Regions from separate parts of the Mus musculus genome. Here regions 2 and 3 are each linked to region 1. The links are chromatin contacts, called in public Hi-C maps. All regions are on one chromosome and are shown on one strand. The core of a region is the stretch at or near the end of the contact, and the rest is flanking DNA. Distances in the headings are between cores, read along the strand shown. Region 1 holds the start of Pank3 (pantothenate kinase 3). Region 2 holds the start of Rps27a (ribosomal protein S27A). Region 3 holds the start of Pwwp2a (PWWP domain containing 2A).

Region 1 (4,667 bases), core at 1,833-4,332:
TTTTCTAGCAACTTAAGATGGGTAATACACTGGTAAACCCCAATGTTTGGAATTCATGAATAAAAGAATTTCACCCTCCTCACTGACCACTACAAATAAAGGACTGGGTTTTCTGAGATGGACAAAATAGCACATCTTCATACCTTCAGTATTAGATGCCCTGGGAAGGATTTGAGGATTTTTGTTTTAAGTAAATTTCTCATTTCTAATGGGAGTTACATTGGCAACTGTTACCTCCTAATATACTTTACTATCTACTAGAAGTAACAGTTTTTAACATTAATAAGTCACTATATCAAATTACATAGAAGCACAGGATACATAAATTTTCAAGTATCTTACTACTTGGTTGGCACTGACTCCAAACCCATATCACATTAAATATATTCATCACCCTTTATCATCATCACCTCATTAATCCAGTTACACAGCATACATATAGGCAGAACCTAAAAACCTAAAGTTTAAGAAACACGTGGGGGCTGGAGAGATGGCTCAGCGGTTAAAAGCACTTCCAGAGGTCCTGAGTTCAATTCCCAGCAATCACATGGTGGCTCACAACCATCTGTAATGAGATCTGACACCCTCTTCTGGTGTGCATGAAGATAGAGACTGTGTACTCCTATACACTAAATAAATTAATAAAAAAAGAAAGAAATATGTGGGCCAATTGTGGTGGCACACATCTTTAAACCAAGCACTTGGGAGGCAAAGGGATGCAGGGGGTGGGGGGGAAATCATGTAGGAAAAGGTGAGATGGGCCTTGAGCAACATACAACGTGGACATGTATAAATTTCTTAAAAACTCAGAGAGGCCAAGTTCCTCAAGGGAGAGAAGGGCCTGATTCGCTTACTTCTTTCCTGGAGATGAATTAACACATAATTCAACTTAGATGATAAAAGTGATTGTTTTTTTTTTTGTTTTTTTTTTTTTTGTTTTTTTTTTTGGAGAGAGAACTTTTTATGTAGCCCTAGCTGTCCTGAAACTAGTTCTGTTGACCAGACTGGTCTTGAACTCAAGAGATCTGCCTGCCTCTCATGGGATTAAAGGCACAAGTCACCAAGTCCCATCAACCAAATGTAAATTCTACAACAAGCAGAGAAAGTTCACTGAAGGAAGGTACTGGAGTTGGGATCACAAATGTGAGCCACCATGCTAGCCTAAGGTGCATTAATTTATCCCAGAAAATGTAAACGTGGTCACTGTTTCAGACTTCCTTTTTTTGTTTTTGTTTTTCTGAGACAAGATCTCACCACATAACTCCAACTGGCCTCAGAATTTGGGGAGATTACTCGTCTCTGCTTCCTGAATGTTGGGGTAAAAGCTGTGTACCACCACACCCTGGTTCAGATTTGAAGTAAAAAGTTAGTGTGGTGGCACACGCCTTTAATCCCTGCATTAGACAGGCAGAGGCAGGCAGGTTTCTGAGTTAGAGGCTAGCCTGGTCTACAAAGTGAGTTCCAGGACAGCCAAAGCTGCAGAGAAATCTTGTCTACAAACAAACAAAACGAAACGAAACGAAAGCATCATTAATGCTTTCTATAAGCAGATAATCTAAAAACAAACAAACACTGTCTCTTAAGGACCATGCCCTGTAGGTGGAAGGGAAGCAGCACTGCACTTTGAGCCAGTACAAGGAGGGGACTAAAAGTCACTGAAGCAAAGTTCTCTTTCCTCATCTTTAAGCACTGAGAACTCTCACGTTTTAAGTAAATGTTTCTGGACTGCGTTGGAAGCTGAGTCTGTGAGGTTTATGGGAACAGGCAGGGAAGATGTTCATGCCCCCTTTACAGCTGACCTCTAGGCGCAGTTGTAGATGGCATAAAACACTAAAATCTGTAAAACCTCTATGACAGGAACACAGATCCCCACATGCCCAGTTAGTAGAGAATGAAAGAACAACATTCACAAAGACTGAGCCAATAAACAAGCCAACCGCAGGAATAAGAGGCATTTAAAAGACAGCTTGTGAACCTTGATGTGTCTCTCATAACAGGGTTAGAACCTTTGCATGTATATGCATGTACAACTACAGAAAAAAGCTCGAGGTATTTATCACCATATTAATGTGTTCGAAATAGCTGAAATACGATGTTTAACCTTGGTGTTTATCTGCTCCCTAAAACACAAAACCAGCTGATTTTCTAAACTGCCCAAGCCATTAATTTATCTACAGGCAGAGTACATGCACAAGCGTTGAACAGCTCCAAATGCAAGGCTGACAACTCCCAGGAACCCACCTGGACTTCAAGGACACGCGCAGGAAACCCAGAAACTGGGGAAAATGGGAGGGAGGTGGTGTACCAACCCCTATCTGACAGCCATGACTACCTCTTTTCAAGAGGGGCCTGGTAGCTGTGCTCCCATTTTGGTAAAACCCGAGTCAAGATTCTCCCGTGCACCTCCCAGATCTGCAGGAGCAAGAGAGCAGCGGGCAGGGGGACCGCAGGAGCCTGGCCCTCATGCATGGGGGTGGGGAAGCCCGCCGCCTGCAACCTGGGGCTGCAGCGATCCCTCCCTTCCCTCCCTGGCTGGCGTCCGAGAACAGTCGCGAGCTTAAAGCGGGCCGCTCCGCCAGAGGCTCCAAGGCCCGTCTTCCCAACCCACGGGTCCCCGGTCCCATCTTACAGGGTTTTTTGGCATCCTTGATCTTCATGGCGTCGGCCTAAGGCGCGAGGGGTAGCCTCGGGTGCAGAGCTCAGCGAGGAGAGGTGAATACTCCGGAGCTGGCTGGGCCGCGCGGCGAGGCCCGGCCGGTTCCTCCCCTCAGGCCGGGTGGGGCGGGCCTAGGGCGGGGCGGCGGCGCCTGAGGCCACAGGCGGCCCACGGGGCGGCCCAGCAACCCCGCAAGGGGCGGCCGGGACCGAGCGAGCCGGGGAAGGCCGCGGGCCTCGCCGCTCCGTGGCCCCCCGCAGCCGCTCCGAACAAAAGGCCCCGGTCCCCCGAGCCGCCGCCGCCGCCGCCGCCGCACTGAGAAATAGCCCGCCCAGGCCCAGCGCCCACGTGACTCAGGCCTCCTCGCCTCGCTCTCCGCGGGGCTGCTAGGAGTTGTAGTTCTCCGTAGAGTGAGGCTCCACTCTCCTGCGGCAGATGCTCAGGCGGACTACAAAGCCCAGGATGCCTCTCGACCCCTATTTCTAGCCCCCCTCCGCTTCCGGAGATCGCCTCAGAGTGGTCCCAGCGGGGAAGAGGCGGAGCCTTAGTCACGCCAGCAAGGAGGCCGCCAATGGTAGCAAGCCGTGGGCGGTCCTGGCAATTCCCGGGCTCTGGTCTCGTAGCGGCTGAAAGAAGAGAGGGGTTGTGAACTCTGAGGGCGCTGTGGCTGTCACGCAGTCGCAGATTTTCCTCTTGATGGTTTTTCCCTGTGATGGCTGTGTCAAAATTCAGGGGTCCAGACCACTGAATACGTTTGATGAGATAAGTCATCCGCTAAAGGAACACCTTGAATATTGGGGTTGGAAGGTCACTAAAGATGGTAACATTTGCTACATAATTATTATTTAATGTAATGTAGTCTAGCAGCCTTTTGAGTCACATGCGAGTTTTATTTACTGTGAAGATACGGCAGGAACGAGGCAGTCGAAACACTTGAAAGTTGTAGTATGGTCGTGGTGCAACGCCTTTAATCCCTGAACTCTGTGGAGGCAGAGGCAGGCAGATCTCTGGAAATTCGAGGCCAGCCTGGTCTACAGAGCGAGTTCCAGGACACCCAGAGCTACAGAGAAACCCTGTCTCATAAAACAAAACGTTTGAAAGCACATGCCTTTCAGGTTCCTCACAGGATCTCTCTAGTCTAGCTCCTCATTATAAAGAGGAAAGTGACTTTCAGAGAAAAGAATTAGATGCACCAGTTCTCAGAATAAACCCAGGATACCCTTTTCTCTACGCCTCTTGTGATTTGAGATCATCCATCGGAAAAGGAAGAGATGGTATCAAGGACATGGCCTCTCCTCCACTTTTATGTCTTAGATGGCAAAGAATTCAGTCATTGACAATATGTGGCTTGGTAGGAACCTCCATGTGCTTGCCCCTGGGGAGTTGGCCCTGGAAGATAGCATTCCAAGAAACAATCTAACTGGCGAGCTCTGCTGTCCTGCCTTTGCTGATTGCTATAGTTTGGATTTAGTTGCTCTAAGCCAAAATTCACACTGAGGCTTCATTTCTCAATGAAGTAGTGTGAGAAGGTGGGGCCTTCAGGAAGTGACTGGGTAATGGGGACACCAGTCTTGCGGTTGATCAATGACTTTCTCTAGAGACTGTATTACATCTCATGGGACTAGGTTAGAGCTTATGGGAATGAGTTGGGTCTGGCAGGTCTGGTTTAATTACTGTGTACTGGTGGATATAATGGAAAGTTAGCTTTGGTGTTCTGGCGACTTTCAGATTCACTTGACATTCTTCTTTGGATTTTACCGTGTAATGTTTGTCAGACCACCCCTGCCTCCAAAGGGTAACTAAACACCCTCCTCCCCCATAACATACCAAGTCTCAAGTATTTAGATATAGGCAACACAAGACAGACTGAAACAGTTGATAAAGCAAGGGCAGAGAGAGAGAGAAGCCAGGTGTGTGGTAGTGGCTCATGCCTTTAATCCCAACATAGACAGGCAGATTTCTGAGTTCCAGGCCAGACTGGTCTACAGATCAAGTTCCAGGAAGGCCAGGG
Region 2 (4,117 bases), core at 3-2,502, 6.2 Mb after region 1:
CACTTCGTTAGTTCGGGGGTAGGGAGCGCTGTGAAAGTCTGAGGGCAACTTGCTAGAGTTGGTTTTCTCCACCAATTGAATCTCAAGGTTGATCAGATCTAGAGCAGATGTAAATTTTCTTTACTGATGGAGCCATCTGGAAGCCCCATCTTATTTTAAGAAATATGTATGTCATGTGTGGGTGTAGGGTCGTCGGCCCCCATCTCTCATTGAACCTGCTGGCCAATGAGGTCCAGGGAGTCTCCTGTCTCTGCTGGCCTACCATGTCACAGACTCCACCAAGCACACCAACCTTTTTAAAAAGTGGGTGCTTGAGTTCCAACCCAGGGTTCTGCATATCGAATATTAGCTACTGTGTCATCTCCTAGCCCTACATTTTTACTTTTCAAAATGTGTAATTTGGAGGCAGCAGAGCTAGTATATTAAAATGAGGAAAGAGCAAACAGAGATTATTAGGGAGTTACGGATCCTCGTTGTAAGAAAACGGAGCACGCCTACGCTTACGGATAGGGTGAAAAGACATTGAGAGGGTGCATTAGAAAGGGCACTGGGTTTGTGAGGTGGAGAAGGGACTGAGAGAAGGCACCAGCTTTTAACAGCTTCAAGTTTCCCCGAGGGCACATGCTCCTATTTTCTCCAGGATGGACACGCTCCACATTTAAACTTATAGTCGAAAACTAAACATTCTGCAGATTTTCTTATCGTATGTTTTTTAAAACGTGAAAAGATGAAAATTCCAATACATTTAACCGTTTCATACTAGGGAGGCGCGTGACGCTCAAAAGCTTCTTCCGATCGGATGAAGGGTAGCGGAAGGGACTACCGGGAGGGGCAGAAACCTGCACTTAGAAAGACTTCGACTATACCTTAGATGTGGCTAGCTCACTACGGTGTGACAGACACCTTCAGCCCCCAAATGCCTTTCTAGCCCTTAAGCCTTCCCTCCGGGGCATTTCCAGAGAGTCCCCACCCACGCGCAAATCATAGTGCCTCATCCCCTGAGTCCTCACCTGACTCTCTCCTAACCCTCACTCCACAGCTTAGACAGTGTAATCAGGTATCCGGGAAGTGTGGAAATGCATCCTGGGACAAGTAGTTCTAACAAGAAGAAAGCAGTGTAAAACTACAATTCCCAGATAGACTTGTTTTACCTCTCTCTTATGTTTCACAAGCCCCCTTTAAAGGAAAGCCTCTCTTAATCGCATCGGCTGTATAAGAAAGCCTTTTGAGGCATTTTTTTTAGTTGAGCACATCATTTCGAGGCCATTCTGAGGTAAACCGAGAAAAGAGCGTAAAGAAACCGAGCGAACGAGCAAATCTGGCACTGCGTTAGACAGCCGCGATTCCGCTGCAGCGCGCAGGCACGTGTGTGGCCGCCTAAGGGGCGGGTCCTTCGGCCAGGAGACCCCGTCGGCCACGCTCGGATCTTCCTTTCCGATCCGCCATCGTGGGTGAGTGTATGCTCTGTGGCCGCGCTCTGGCTAGTGGCGCTACGCGTCGCTCTCACGGGTGTCGTCGGATCTAATCCGTCTCTTTTCGAATGCAGGTGGAGCCGCCGCCACGATGCAGATCTTTGTGAAGACCCTTACGGGGAAAACCATCACGCTCGAGGTACGGGCCACCTTGCCGTTGAGGAAGCCAAGGCCTGACTGAGGCCCTTAGTGTTTGAGGGCGGGTTTCTGAGTTTTGAGTTGTGAAACTTGGCTTTGAGCTGAGATTATGGTGCTTAGCAAAAACAACGTTTGGTTTTCGGTGTGGTACGGTTTAGCCTGCTTTATCCCGAGTGGCGAAATGTAGGGTAGGTGATGGGAGACGCTTTTCTCCGGGCAGACGCGTTCCTGTGCTTCCCCCGCCGTCGCTCGCCCTGGTATGGGGACTAATTTGGATTGTAGCACTCTGGGTAGTTTGCACGCGGTGTCATCTTAATTGATTACCTTTAGCTCACCTCCTCCTTGCTCGTTTTGTATAAAGCTAGCAGTTAATGACTTACTATGTAACCGTATATTAACTACATATATCAAAACTTGGCAGGTTGAACCCTCGGACACTATAGAAAATGTAAAGGCCAAGATCCAGGATAAGGAAGGCAAGTAAAGTTTGTCACTAGAAAAATGACTGGCTTGTGTGACCTAGACACGTTTGTTCTTAAGGTAGAAAACAGATTAATAAATTTAGATGCTTTTGAAAGTAAAATATTCCTGACATTAGTGTCAGGCTATCTGATTAACTGGAAACTCTGCAGGACAAATCTTTTAAAAGTTAATCTAGAACTGTTTACTGAGTCACAAAGACGATAAAATGCTCAGGCTGGGCAATGGCCCAGTCCACACTTTAATCTCAACACTAAGGAGGTAGAGGCAGCCTGGTTACAGAGAAAGTTCCAGGGCTTTTACTCTTGGAAAAAGTTGCATCTAAGTCTGTGACCACTGTTAGCAATCATTTGATTCACAACAATGGGGAATGTACCTTGTTCTATTAAGCCCAGTATTTTTTCCTCTAATAGGAATTCCTCCTGATCAGCAGAGGCTGATCTTTGCTGGTAAGCAGCTGGAAGATGGCCGGACTTTGTCTGACTACAACATTCAAAAGGTTTGTTTGAGGGAAAACATGCAGAAAAAGGGATGATATTGAATCCACTAACACTTGCTGAGCACTGTAGCTGTTCCATGATTTTAAAATATGCGATGGTTGGTTGACCCTTTTTGTAGAGAGCAGTCTCCTGTAGCTCAGGGCCAACTTGAACTGGATTCCTGAGCCTCCTTAAAATTCCTAGTGCTGGAGTGACAGGCCCAACACCACCCAACTTTTTGACAGGCTGGAGTTAGACTTGTTGATGCTACAGTGCTGCTGTTTCATCTTCCACTAACAGGAGTCCACCCTTCATCTGGTGTTGAGACTTCGGGGTGGTGCTAAGAAAAGGAAGAAGAAGTCTTACACCACTCCCAAGAAGAACAAGCATAAGAGGAAGAAGGTTAAGTTGGCTGTGCTGAAATACTATAAGGTAAGTGTGGTGTTAGCAAAACATGGGTTCCACTTGGAATAAGATCTGAGCAACTAACTTTTGGAAGTACTTTTGGAGTTGAAAGTGAACTCCCCTTTGATATTTAAGTGAGTTTATAGAATTGGAAACAGGATTTTTAATTTGGAGAACTGACTTAAACCACTAAAAATTGGTACTGTGAGATCAATAGCTTGAGTCACTTAAATCAGGTTTCAGAATATGTTTTGTGAAATCATCTTACAGTAAATTCTTGTTTTGCAGGTGGATGAAAATGGCAAAATTAGCCGACTTCGTCGAGAGTGTCCTTCTGATGAATGTGGTGCTGGAGTTTTCATGGGAAGCCACTTTGACAGGCATTACTGTGGCAAGTGTTGTCTGACTTACTGCTTCAACAAACCAGAAGACAAGTAGTTGTGTATGCGTTAATAAAAAGAAGGAACTCGTACTTAGTATTGTGCTTTATTGTACATTTAAAGAATGTTTCTTTGGCTGTGTGATGTTGTATGAGCTGCAGCTGTCAAAGCCAATATAAAACTTGGCATCATGGCATGGCATGATGGCAGGCACTAAGGTCAATTCTTTTTAAGGGGTTGTGGAATATCCTGTAGACTTGGAAGTAGAAGCTACAGGACAGTATGTCTCACAAATAAGTTGAAGGTGCCAAGTCAAAGCTGCTTGGAATATATGGGAATAATACTGTATTGGTATGTGCATAAGCTGTTGAATGTTTTCAGTGTTGATTGGTAATTTTCCCCCTATATGAGAGATACAAGCTAGGCATGGTGGTACATAGTTAATTTCAGGACCCTGTATTTAAATGAAGGGAAAATATTTACCATTTTTTTAAAAGAATTATTTATTATATATAAGTACACTGTAGCTGTCTTCAGACACTCCAGAAGAGTGTCAGATCTCATTACGGATGGTTGTGAGCCACCATGTGGTGGCTGGGATTTGAACTCAGGACCTCCAGAAGAGCAGTCAGTGAGCCATCTCTCCAGCCCATTTACCTTTTTTTTTTTTTTTTATTTTTTTGGTTTTTCCGAGACAGGGTTTCTCTGTATAGCTCTGGCTGTCCTGGAACTCACTTTGTAGACCAGGCTGGCCTCGAACTCA
Region 3 (4,622 bases), core at 2,052-4,551, 7.9 Mb before region 1:
ATTTTAGGCTAATGATGTCATTGAGGGCGAAGACCTCTAGAAGTAAGGGATGGTGCAGCTTATGCTGCTTAAAGGAAGTGTGTATCCTGAGGAGTGCCTTGCTGAAACGGTTTCACTTGTACAAACTAGAGAGCTACGAAGTAATAGGATGGTATAGTCTTCATCAAAAGTACAGTCGGTTAACAGTAAAGTCTGTCCTTTCTGATACACTGAGAAAAACAATTTATATGCATTTCCTGATTCAATCCTCAAAAAAAACAAAACAAACAAAAAAAAAAAACTAAGTAACTAAATAAATACAATAAGTAGCCCTCTCGAAGACTAAACAATAGCACAAATACACTGACACAGTCTCCCAATTATCTCAGGGCAAGAACTCCAACTTCTGAAATTATGTTATATGCCCTCCTATATTCACAGAAAGAAAGACTCTCCAAAGCAGCCTTGACTATTAAGGGACTATTCAGCTTGGCTTAAGACCCTTTGCAGCACCCTGCTACTGAATCTGAAAAAAAAAAAAAACCACACACACACCAATTCTTTACTTCCTACCCCACCTAAACTTTTCACATTTAAATCTCTGTCAGTCATAAGCTAACTGGTCAAATTAAATAAGTCTTAATTGCCTTCCATAGTGATACACCATCGCTACAATTACAAAGACTCTAACTTATGATACAATTGCGAGCTCTTGTTACTTTTTACCAGGAAGAATAATTCAGTGGCCAATTCAAATAAGATACAAGCTAATTTTAAAGTGTCTGTTGAATACAGTGTATCCATGACCTGAGTCGGGATAAATGCTCAGGACACTGTAGTCCCAGCTACTGGGGGTGCTGAGGCAGGAGAAAGGCTGAGACAAGAGGATCAGTTTGAGCCCAGGAGTTCAAAACAGCAAAACTAAGCAAGACTGCATGTCCTTTCAAAAGCTCTTCTGACAAAAAATAAATTATTATATACAAGAAGTGCTGTTAGCAAAATAGAGCAAAACTCAAAATGACAATTCTCTAAAACTGACAGAACGAGCACCTCAACATGAAAAATCACCATCCACTCTATTTCCAAACACTTACCTTTTTGCACCTTTCTTTTGCAGATTTGAAATTCAGATTCTCACAATCACTGGCCTCTTCTTCTGTTTGATTCAATAGCATACACATTAGAGTGTCTCTCTTGCTATTAAAAACATGAGTAGAAAGCAATCTATATTCAGCTTTCTAATTATGAAAATGAAAGCTACTAATGAAAGCACTAACCCAAAGACAGTCAACAAATAAATGAATAAGTAAAAGCAAGGACTCTGAAGACTAACAAAGTACACTGAGCAACTGAAGAGTTGTCCAACATAACACTCCCCACCCCACCCCCTGCCATATTCCAATGCAAATTTTAAGTAGCTGTTTCCAGGTAGGAACAAATTCCTGTAACTTTACAGGAGGTCAAGGAATTTGAGAGTAAAGCATAAGCCGGGATATGGATATGATGGGAATGCTTATCATATCAGTACTTGGGAGAGGCTGAGGCAAGAGGATTGCAAGCTCAAGGCAAGCATGGACAACTTAACTAACCCACACCATGTCTCAAAAGTCAAAGAAACTCTGGAGGAAGCTGGGGGTGTGTAGCTAGATGGCAGGATGCTTGCCTAGCATGCAGAGGCTCTAGGCTCAATCTCCAGTACAGAGAAAAAAGAAGAGAAGAGAAATACATAAACACATCAAACACACAGAGCCATTTCCAAACAGGTGAGACACCAGAGTGTGTGTGCTGTTGCAGGAAACAGAATGGAGAGCCATGAATGGGAGTCTCTGCACTTCCTATCTGCAAAAGAAGAGAATAAAAAGGTTAACTCTAGACTGAAAGCAGATTACCTTCTTTACCTGTTTAAAGCAGTGCCCAGAACATTTTAAATCAAAAGGTGAAAATATACTGGATAAGACAGAGGTTTGTAGGTGAACTCAACCTTCTAGTCAAAACAAATTTAACTGTAAACATCGTCTCGGAAATCTTTTGAGACTCAATCTCTATCACTGCCAAAGAAAAAGTCATGCGAACATTCCTTTGTAAACCCACCACTTGGGTAGTAAATGTTCAAAAGACAGGGGACCTATCCCGTCTCCAATATTTCTTTAAGCTATAAGTAAAATTAGCAAAAGGTACCTCCTTATTAAAGAGTGATCCTCCGAGAAACTATTTCCAGCAGTTCTTAATAACAGTTAAAAAAGGGTTCATTAACTCTAGGCTCTTCCTCTTTTAACAACTGACAGGTAACCTTTTGGGAAGCCCAAAGCACACACCCCTTTCTTCAGCCCCGCTAAAGTTAAAGGTTGATTTGAGGACAGGGAGATGCCTCCGCAGCACCTCTTCCCCCCCCCCCCCCCCCACAGCACCCGTTTCTCTAGGGGATCCATCTGCATTTTGCATTAACCCATCTGCCCCAGTGCGCAAGCCAGAGGGTCGCAGGGGGCTGGGGATGCGGAGGCGGGGTGTGCCAGCCATCTGCACCCGCGCGCGTCCCCAGCTGCACACCTGGGGCCGGGGCCGCGCGCGTCGGCCCCACGCGGAGCGCGCCCCACGCGGAGAGCGGCGCGGCGCGCAGGACCCGAGGGCGGGGCGGGAGCAGCTCGGGTTCGCGCTCTCCCTCGCGGCGGAGCGGACAGCTTGCAGTTGGGGGGCCGACGGTACCTTTTGGATAGGTCCATGAGGACCCCGGAGAAGAGCTTCTCCCCGAGGCGGAACGACACGACGAGCGCGTCCTCGATGATGTGGTCCAGCGTGACCCGCACCTCCGAGCCGGGGATGAGGTGCGACACCGCCGAGTCCCCGCCCGCCGGCGGCACGAGCGCCGGAGCTGGTGGCGGCCGCGGCGCGTCCTCGGGCTGCTCGGGGGCGGCCGGAGGCTGCTCGGGCGGCGAGACCGGGACAGCCGCGGGCTCGGGCGGCTTCGCCTCCTCAGCCTCGGAGCTATCGGCCAGCTCCCCCGGCGGCGGCGGCGGCGGCGGTGGCGGCAGCGGCTGCTCGTCGGCCTGAGGGGCGGACTGGCGCCCGTCGGCCTCGCCGTCCGGCACCGCCGCCTCCGTGGCCGTGACCGGGAGGGGGGTGCCGGCTTCGCTGCCGGGAATGGGCTCTAGCTCCGGCTCGGCCTCGCCGGCGCCCCCTTCCCCGGGGGACGCCGCGGTCGCCGCCGCCTCAGCAGCCACGGCCGCCATTTTCTCGCTGGTTTCTCCCTCCTCCTACTCGGGCTGCGGCGGCGGCGGCGGCAGCGCGGCTGGGATCCCGAGGCCTTCCCCTCCCTCCCGCTAACACTCTCGTCCCGCCCTTTCCCTGATGCTCGTGATTGGCACCGCGCCATTGGCTCCGCCTTCCACCCCCTTCCGCACTTCTGTCAACCCATTGGTCAGAAGGAGCCGTCTGTCGCGGGCTGAGTCCCGCCCCCTCCCTCAGAGTAGGAACTTCCCATTGGTCAGGTGAGTTGTCAAGTGGAGAATCTAAAAGGAGTTTGAGGGGCGGGCTGAAGGATGGCAAAAGCGGCGCCCTGTGCTTACAGCCTGTATCTATTGGTTAGTAGGGGAAATACCGCTTTAGGATTGGTTTATGCCCCTGCCCTTACTCGGCCCGTTCTTCGGAGGTGGGAGAAGGGAAGAAAACGCGAGTCGTGCCAGTTCTTTCAAAGACTCCCCAAGGGGGGAATAGCGGGAGAATGCAGAAAGGGAACCACTTCCCAAGAATCTTTGCGCAGAGATCCTTAGAATAAATGTTATTTCTAGGCTTGGATTTGCTTGTGGCCAAGTGTGGGCACAACAGGCTTCTGTTGGGAAAGATAACTAAAGTTCCGAAAATAATCCTGAGACACTTTTTGGGTGCCTATTCACTAGTCAGATTACGAGGTGCTGGAAACAGGGCGATGTACAAGACATTCTCCATGACCACATGACAGGAGCTCCCGCATACACACAAGCGGTGTTTTCCTTGGTTTCACTCTTTAAAATATAAAGGACTAAACTCTAGGAACCTGCTAATTTCAAAAAAGGAAAATTCTAACGAGAAGACAGACAACTGGCATGCTAAATTGACTGTAGTCCTTAGATCCACGGAAAGAGTTCACTATTGAAGCCTTTTCTTTCCTTACCCTCTTCCTTGCCGTGTGCAGAAAGAAAGAAAGAAAGAAAGAAAGAAAGAAAGGAAGGAAGGAAGGAAGGAAGGAAGAAAGAAAGAAAGAAAGAAAGAAAGAAAGAAAGAAAGAAAGAAAGAAAGAAAGAAATCTAGGCATAGTTGCCGGTGGGGCAGCTCTTGGGAGGCACAGGCAGAAATGGCAAAATTCTAGTCCAGACTTAATACAGTTTCAGGATAGACTCAACTGCAAACTGAGATCCCATCCCAAGAAAGAAAAGATGAGGGCTAGGGGAGCCCTCCAGTGTCCTAAGGTCCTTGTTTTTGTGGTTTGGGTTTTTGTTTTGAAACAGCGTCTCCCTATGTACTTCTGGCTTGCCTGGAACTCACAGAGATCGGCCTCCTTCTCTCTGCCTCCCAAGTGTTGCGTTTAAAGACCAATTCTATTTGAAATCTGTTAAGTCTAGAAGGAGCCACTGTACTCATTTCTTGCAGATTGTTCCTCAGTCAGTCCT

What was found. Hi-C and Micro-C count contacts between places; a contact is called where the count stands out from the background.
Region 2: a Hi-C map of regulatory T cells shows a contact between it and region 1, with 8 times the contacts expected there. The contact joins the promoter of Rps27a here to the promoter of Pank3 in region 1. A contact is called at or near these places in 3 of 484 Hi-C or Micro-C datasets (CD4 T cells, CD8 T cells and regulatory T cells).
Region 3: a contact with region 1 is called in a Hi-C map of CD4 T cells, with 6 times the contacts expected there. The contact joins the promoter of Pwwp2a here to the promoter of Pank3 in region 1. A contact is called at or near these places in 1 of 39 promoter capture datasets (cranial neural crest) and 1 of 484 Hi-C or Micro-C datasets (CD4 T cells).

The regions. Positions count from the first base shown.
Region 1 is chr11:35,767,910-35,772,576 of GRCm38.p6, reverse strand. Pank3 (pantothenate kinase 3) reads right to left here and starts at 3,082. Exons shown (of 7, transcript NM_145962.2): 1 at 2,630-3,082. The coding sequence starts at 2,657.
Region 2 is chr11:29,545,175-29,549,291 of GRCm38.p6, reverse strand. It overlaps Rps27a (ribosomal protein S27A), which reads left to right and starts at 1,252. Exons shown (of 6, transcript NM_024277.2): 1 at 1,252-1,451; 2 at 1,547-1,611; 3 at 2,032-2,086; 4 at 2,504-2,589; 5 at 2,870-3,001; 6 at 3,263-3,450. The coding sequence starts at 1,564. The coding sequence ends at 3,412. Clhc1 (clathrin heavy chain linker domain containing 1) reads right to left here and starts at 1,342. Exons shown (of 12, transcript NM_028504.1): 1 at 1,152-1,342. It overlaps Mtif2 (mitochondrial translational initiation factor 2), which reads right to left. Exons shown (of 14, transcript NM_133767.3): 14 at 3,840-4,117.
Region 3 is chr11:43,680,677-43,685,298 of GRCm38.p6, reverse strand. It overlaps Pwwp2a (PWWP domain containing 2A), which reads right to left and starts at 3,301. Exons shown (of 2, transcript NM_027557.1): 1 at 2,683-3,301. The coding sequence starts at 3,206. It overlaps Gm34963 (a long non-coding RNA gene), which reads left to right and starts at 3,235. Exons shown (of 2, transcript XR_388594.3): 1 at 3,235-3,464.